Regions from separate parts of the Mus musculus genome. Here region 1 is linked to region 2. A link is a contact called in public HiChIP or PLAC-seq data. All regions are on one chromosome and are shown on one strand. The core of a region is the stretch at or near the end of the contact, and the rest is flanking DNA. Distances in the headings are between cores, read along the strand shown.

Region 1 (3,930 bases), core at 310-2,809, 74 kb after region 2:
CAGTGGGGAGACGTTGGTTTCTCCCATGCTGTGGCACATTATTATAGTTTATAGACACCTTACCAGACATCGTGAAGACTGGTCAAGAAAATGAAAACAGCTCTTGATTAGAAAAAGTGTTTGCTATGTGAGAGCACAACTGATTTCTAGCCTATCGTCAAACCCTGGGTCCTCATCTCCACATCCTTCTTATTCCTCTCTGCTTGTTCTCCTTGGGGCTGTCTTGGTTGCTCTTCTATGGCTGTGAAGACACCATGACCAAGGCGACTTACAGTTCCAGAGGTTAAGTCCATAACTATCATGGAGGGGAGCAGGGCAGCAAGCAGGCATGACACTGGAACAGTGGCTGAGAGCTCACATGTTGAGACCACAACCACAAAACAGAGCGAGAGGAAGCTGGGAATGGCGTGGGCTTTTGAAACCTTAGAACCCACCCCCAGTGACTCTTCTCCTCCAATAAGGTTCCACCTCCTACTCCTGCAAAACAGTTCATCCACTGGGGGCCAAGCATTCAAATGTATGAGCCCGTGTTGGGGAGGCAGGGCCATTCTCATTCAAACCACAAGTTCATTGGCTCTTCTAGTTACAATTCATACCGCTAGGCACACGAAGCAAAACCTACACCTAGTGGGACATCAGTTCAGAGAACCTCACACATACATACTACAAGCAGGAGTGCATCTCATCGTGTGTGGTCCAGGTTTTCCACCTCAACAAGTTGCTCATGGGTGATCTTTATCTCTCCAGGGCAGGGCAAGGGTTTTCAAAGGCAATACCAGAGTCAGTCGACATATTAAAATCTGTTTTGGCTCACCTTTTTGGAGGGTCTAGTCTGTGATTGGTTGCCCCTGCTTACAGGGACCTGTGGCAAGGGAGCAGAGTCAGGAGCAGAGACCTGCCAATCACCTTTCAAGCCAGGGAACAAGGAGGAGCGAATGCTCTACAGTCCCCTTCAATGGCTTACAGATCTCCCACCAGGCTCCACCTCTTGAGGCTTCCTCCACCTCCGGCTAGTGACACCTTGAAGCCAAGTCTTTAACACACAGGTCTTTGTGGGGCAAAGGAGCATTCACACCACAGCACATGGGAAGTTCCCTTTTGTAGGGAACTAAAGGTAGCATCTTAAGTCGGGGTTCTCAGCTCTGCTACCAGAACATGGGCTGAAATTCAAGCTAAAGCTGTCATTCCTAGATGGAGGGCCTTAACTCAGATCGCCCTTCCTGAAGCCATTTTCTCAGTCGCCAAATGTTCTCATCAATTCTCCCAGCAAGTGTTTCCTGAACTGCACGGCTCAGTGTCCCAGGCTTTCCCCTTGTTCGTACAATGCACTCTTTGGCAATGTCCTATTATTTGGCTGCTTCCCACAGAGAGAACTGGAAGGAATAATGAAACCTGGCCACCTTGTTTATCTGGCTCTTATGCCAATGGCGTTTAAGCTTGGGCAGAGGTGGAAGAAATACTGTTGCTTTTTTTCCTTTCTTTCTTTCTTTCTTTCTTTCTTTCTTTCACTATTTCATTTTTACCTTGAACTCTAGAGCATTTTAGCTTCCTATGGGAGGACCCTCTGGCTTCGAGTTATTGGTGCCTGGGGGTTCTGGAATGATGGTGCAGTGGGTGTGATGCTTTCTCTGTTTTAAGCCCACCAGTTCTCTGAGCATTTCCTGGTGAAGCCCCTCCCCAGGCCCCCAAGCTAGGAAGTCCACCACCTCTATCCTCCCTGTCTATCCAGAACACCAAGTATAACTTCTTCTGTACTGGGGTTTTAAAAATCTTAAGGTAAAAGGGGAAGTGTTCTGCCAGCAACTTCTGCTTTCTGCCCCTCTGAAACAAGGGCAGAGTGTGGCTCCCTGTTTAAATGAGAGAAGAAAAGTTTTTGGGGTGGGGAACATACATTGTTATCTCAGAAAATTTTATAGCCGTTTGTCATGCCATCATCCTGGGCCACTAAAGTGCTCACACCAACATCCTGATCAGATACATAACCCATAAGGTGAAAAATATTTTGCAGATGGGATTGAGTTGAAGATCCTGAGATGGGATAAGCCTGAATCATTTGGGTGGACTAGGTTCTTAAAGAGAGATGGAGAGAGAGAGAGAGAGAGAGAGAGAGAGAGAGAGAGAGAGAGAGAGAGAGAGAGAGAGAGGCCATGAAGATGAAAACAGAGGCCACAGAGGGAGGAATCATTGTATTTCCTTTGAAGAGAGAGGAGGAGTCACCCAGTATGCATGTAGGCCACATCTGGAACCTAAGAGAGGAAAGAAAGAAAGAATTCAGGTCTACACCTTGTGGTTAACACAGTGGGGCTGAATTTGGACTTGTGTTTTCCAGAATTGTTAAGATAATACATCTGCATTGTTTTAGCTATAATGTGGTAGTAACTGACCACAGGTAATTAATGGTACTGTGACCATAAAAATAATAGGTCATGGGGTGTAGGAAATTTTTTTCACAGAAAGTCCTAGAAATATTTATACAATTGAATTCTCTGACACTTGCAGGTAGAAACTGAAAAGTAGTTATTAACATGCTGGGTCTAGAATAAATATGGTATGTTTAACCAGCAAGGAGCTTGGGAAGAAGTGTTTTGGCTTCTAGGTGTATTTTCCCTCCACCCTCCAAACAATATCTAGAACTTTCCTTGTGCACACTGTGCAGAGTACAGATAATGCCAGCCAGTGAGAGGAAAGCTCATCACTGAGATTCTGGGCACTTCAAGAGACCCTTACTCAGCTAAAAGGAACTGATGGAAGCATTTTTAAAGTTTCTAGAAATAAATTCCCTTTAAACATCAGCAGACACAATCCTTCCAAGTGCAGGGCATGGCAGTTGTAGCACAGGTGGCGGGACAGAATTAATGTGCCATTGTGCAACAGCAAGTCCCACCAAAAAGAAAGGCATCACCATCAGGAGGGAAGTAGGAACTCCTGGCTCCCATCAGCACCCCCCTGCAGTAGAGATGAACCTCAACTCCCCCTTCAGTACTTAACCACGACATGGCTTGATCTCGAGTCAGTGCTACAAGTGACATCATTTCAGCTAGAGAGCGATGCAGATAATTGCATTTCCTCATATCAAAAGTCTGTAGCCTGATAAAATTTTATGTAGAAACCAAAGATCCAAGATGTGTATTCATCTGTATATTTAAAAGAAAAGATTTCCATTTCATGGGGTTCAAAGTGTTGAGAATATATATATATATATATATATATATATATATATATATATATATAATCAAACTGTCCTTGTGTACTATAATTTCCTCTCCTGGGACAATGTAGTATTAGATTTTACAGAAGAACTCTTAATTTTTTATTTACTGCATATGTATATGCACATGTGTGCACATGTGCCAAATGAAAGCCCATGGACAACTTGGTGAAGGCAGCTCTTGCTTTCTGCCATGTGGGTCCCAGAAATTAAATTCAAGACAAAAGACTTGTCAATTACTGTTATCCATATAGCCATCTCACAAGCCCCAATTCTTTTTAAAATATGTATCATTTATAGTTAAAATATCTTCCCCTTATCAAATATGAGCCTTTTATTTAAATCCCCATATCCCATTATATATGTTGAATAATGTTCTTAAAGATGTATTTATTATTTTATGTTTATTTTTGTATGCCTCTGTGTGTGTGTGTGTGTGTGTGTGTGTGTGTGTGTGTGTACAACATGTGTGCAGGTGCCTGTGGGGGACACTGGAGGTTGTGTATGTGGGGCTGGGAACAAGACTCAAGTACTCTAGAAGTCCAGCAAGTGCTCTTAAACACTGACCCATCCCTCCAGTCCTTTCTGGTAATTTTTGGTACAGAAGAAATACAGCCTTAATTTACACAGAGAAAGAGACCTACAGTGATTGATGGGTCCCAGGCCTTGGTTTTGGCAACCCACCCTGGTCCCCTGGCTCTGTGTAGCTGGTCTTTGGATTA
Region 2 (3,968 bases), core at 920-3,419:
TTTTTCATGCCTGCATGTGTGTGTGTGTGTGTGTGTGTGTGTGTGTGTGTGTGTGTGTGCATGTGTGTAAAGGCCTCAGGTTTATGGGTCTTCTACTTCATTCATTCAGATAGTATCTTTCAATCAAATGAAGAGCTCACCAATATGATGAGTCTAGCTAGCCAGCTTGCTCTGGAGGTCCTCTGTCTCTGCCTACCCAGCGATTATGTGGAATCTAAATATCCAAACCCTAATCCTCAAGTTTCAAGTTTTCATAAACGGGCTGTAACCACTGAGCCATTTCCTCAATTCTATTAAGCCATTATTTAAGAACTAGTCAGTCTCTAGGATTCCACTTTCTTATGTGCTTTTGTTCCTTGTATGTTGATGACTAAATTTTGTTGCTTCATTTGCACCAATTTATACATAGAAGAAACTGAATGCCAAAACTCTCTCTCTAACAATCACCTATTGTTTGTGGCATTTCAAAGGCAACTTAGAAAACAAAATGCCTGGAAGGTATGTAACCATTTCCTCCTTATAGACCCTGTCCTAGCAGCCAAGCTTGTTTTAGTTGCATTTTCCAGGTAGATGAGAGAAAGCCATTACATAGTATACATTACATATTACAGGGCTGAGTTTGAAAAAAAGAGAATCTGATTGTGTTCTTTGCTTCCAACTGTTGTTGCTGTGAAAAGGGAGAAAACGGGCAAGTGAATACTCATCTGAGAATGCCAGCCCTAAGTTAGCACGTCCTGGAATGGAACCCAGTTGTCTGTTCTGTACTAGGCCATTTCTAGATGATTCAGTGAAACCCCACTCACCTTTCCACGAAAGACTTGGAAAGTGCTGCTGTTAAGTTGGAGCCTTGGCTCTCTAGAGATCTGATAGAGAACCAAGTTTGCTGTCAAGTCCATAGAAGACCTGAATGTCAAGAACTTTATAAGCAAGACAACCACTGTACAGCCCCATGCTCTAGAAACTACCATCCTCAAACCATAGAACCCAAACAACCTACAGCCTGCCCCATGCTCTATAAACATCCATCTCCAAACCACCCAAGCTGGCATAGGAGGCCAATCCATCCCACCCTGTGCTCAGCATCACTTGTTAAATTTCAACATTCTCCTCCTAATGTCAGTGCACTTTCAGAGAGATTGACCTTATGTTAGAGTCAAGACAGCTCTGATTTGGACTTGGACTAAGAAAAACAACACACTCTGGCTTAGAATTTGATAACTTAACTTTGAAAGGCAGAGGAGAACAATTAGCTCTCACTTGGGACAAGACTGTTTATTTCACTTAGCTAAGCCAAATCTAATGGTTTTCTAGTCTTGGGCAGGGCTCCCACTTGGGCCACTCACTGAGATGCATTGCCCTGTGCAAATGAACATTTCTTCTTGAAGGGTCATGAGCCTGGTGCTTCTCATTTGGAGGGATTAGCAAAGTTCCTTCCTTTCCCTTGTATGTCCTCTTTGAGTGCACTTGTGACATACAGCCAATCACTCAGCCGCATTATGATAGGCCTAAAAACCATTTATCAGTGGGTCTGGTGACACATACCTTAAATCCCAGCACTCAAGAGACAGAGCTAGAGGAATGCTTGATTTAAAGCCAGCTGGGTCTACATATCAAGTTCTAGGCCAACCAGGGCTACATAGTGAGACCCTGTCTCAAAAACCAACAAAACAAAGCAAAACAAAAGCCATTCAGCCACATGAAAGACTAGGGGAAGGAGTATTATTTTAGCAACTCACAAAAGCTACAAATCCAATTTCCATAGAGCCGAAGGCTATGTGTCAGACAGCGCTGTTTTCACACTCCTTTCTAAATCTGTTAACTTAGGTGAATTGAAAAAAGTGATATAAATTCCCCTTTTGAGTTGTGGTTTTATTTTCTGTACAATATTTGTGTTACTAAAGGTCAATCTTAGCAATCTGAGTCTGCAATCCATGTATGTCACATGTGGAAACTTTACAAAATCAAGTAAGACAGTGATGATTCAGGTAGGAAATGATGACACATTCAGGGGGTAGAGGAGGAATGTTTAATAAAAGGAATATTTACAGAGAGTGAGGGGATGGGGGAGGAGGCCTTCAAAGCTGTCCCTCCTCCTACGCCTGGGGTAACAAGGGAGGAACAGTTACTGGAACTCAATGAAAGATGTAGAAGATGCCATCCAATAGGAGTCATGACTCAGAAAGGGGAAACAGCCACTGCCAAGCCACAGGGTGAGAAGGAGTTCTTCTGCCCCTCCCTTCCACCAGGCAAACCTAGTTGTAGTCTACAACAGAAGAGGACCCAGGCTGTGCACCGATGAAGCACAGAATGCTAGATCTAGAGGGGAAAACGGAAACTAGCCACCACGAGTAGATCAACAGTTTGCATTGGGAAGTTCTGCTTCTTGCCTTCTAAACTCCAAATAGATATTCCTCAGCAAGTGTGGCACACAGGGAGCTGCCCTATTTACAGAGAGAGAGATAAAATATAATAGATCTCCCTTACAAATTTACTTGCCCTAGACTCTAGATACTAGTTTAGAATTTAGGTCTTATTTTTGAGAAGGGCCTCTGGTATCAGAAAAACCTAACTAGGGGCAGGACATATCTCCCAAAACACAAGTTAGATATGCCTACAGAGCCAGCATAAAGAGCATTTGAAGCCATGTCTAAACACGAATAAGAAACATAAGAAAACTGACATACCTGTAACTTGCCCAACACTGGAGAGTCTGCAGCCTGAGCTACCTTGTGGGAATCCAGCTCCGACGTGAGGGGGAAACAAAGAATGAGGTTAAGGAACAGGACAGACAGGGCAGAGATTTTAACAATACAGAAAAAAAAAATCAGCAAATTACAGCTTCCAGGAGCAGCTGCCAACATGGTTGATCCTGCTACACAGCCTTCACCTTCATTTCTTCACTCATCTCCCCTTTTATCTCCCTACTTTTGTGACATAGTCAAATTACATAGCCCAGACTGGCCTCTAACTCCAGGCCCTCCTGTCCCACTTTCTAGAATGCTGATGTCACAGGCATGTAACAGCACACAGCCTCCTTCTTGAGTGTATTTTTCCTGGCATGGATTCTGCTACTCTCTCTCTCTCTCTCTCTCTCTCTCTCTCTCTCTCTCTCTCTCTCTCTCTCTCTCTCTCTGTGTGTCTCCTATTACATACACATCTTGTTTTCTTTGATGCACATGCAAACTCTAGTAGATCTGTAGATTTTTTTTCAGACTTCCAAAGTTTTCCCAGACAAGTTACTTCATTGCTCAGAGTCCCAGTTTCCTCACCTCTAAAATGAGAGTAACATCATCTACCTGCCAATTTTTTGAGTTTCCAGGACATTTAGCACTATGCCTGGATGCGGTAAATGTTAGGAAGGTTAGGGCCAGTGTTTTTCTAGATGCTCAGTTTAGAGTTCATTCTGACATCACACACACACACACACACACACACACACACACACGCACACACACACCTGGCTGTACTCTCTGACCCTTGGAAGTTGTGATGGTTAGAATAATTCTGTGCCTGTTCCTCTATCAGGTAACAACCAGAAACCATGACAATGGTATTTCAGAGAGTCAAATGCTGATTCGTCTACTTGTACAACACAAGGGATTTGTAAGTGTAAAAAGAAAGGGCCAAGAGAGACAAAAGGATGACTGAAAACACACCTCCCCTCCGGGTGACCACTTCCACATCTGGCCTAGCTACGATGCTAGGCCAAAGCCAAACGCCAAGAAATTTAAGGGGGGGGGGGGGGGAGAAAGTACCTATCAGTGAGAGTTTTCATATGTGGACTTCTGGCTTAATTTTAACATTATGTTTCTACTGATATTTTCTTGGAAACAAAGTCATACCTTAGAATCCTCAGCAACTAAAAGAAGTGTGAGTGCCACGCTTTGCACAGTAGGAAGCTGGGTGTGCAGGGTTAGGTTAGGAGGCCATCAAGGGCGTCCTAGTTAGAGTTACTATTGCTATGATGA

The links. HiChIP or PLAC-seq counts read pairs in DNA pulled down with a chosen protein or histone mark.
Region 1: a contact with region 2 is called in a CTCF HiChIP or PLAC-seq map of CD8 T cells, with 22 read pairs. The contact joins two enhancer-like sites. A contact is called at or near these places in 1 of 15 datasets of contacts at CTCF or cohesin (CD8 T cells), 9 of 484 Hi-C or Micro-C datasets (the C10 cell line, CD4 T cells, the MNK3 cell line and 6 more) and 6 of 115 datasets of contacts at active chromatin or transcription factors (CD8 T cells, DN3 thymocytes, the HPC-7 cell line and 2 more).

The regions. Positions count from the first base shown.
Region 1 is chr14:45,078,217-45,082,146 of GRCm38.p6, forward strand. No RefSeq gene overlaps it. Among named protein-coding and RNA genes, the nearest start is that of Ptger2, 92 kb to the left of the region's middle. Within about 2 kb of position 1,560, at least 68 of the 459 cell types and tissues checked have an H3K27ac peak or open chromatin away from gene starts, as enhancers often do. A contact at or near this core is called in CD8 T cells, the MNK3 cell line, Th2 cells and 3 more, where this site is marked.
Region 2 is chr14:45,003,887-45,007,854 of GRCm38.p6, forward strand. No RefSeq gene overlaps it. Among named protein-coding and RNA genes, the nearest start is that of Ptger2, 18 kb to the left of the region's middle. Within about 2 kb of position 2,170, at least 70 of the 459 cell types and tissues checked have an H3K27ac peak or open chromatin away from gene starts, as enhancers often do. A contact at or near this core is called in CD8 T cells, the MNK3 cell line, Th2 cells and 3 more, where this site is marked.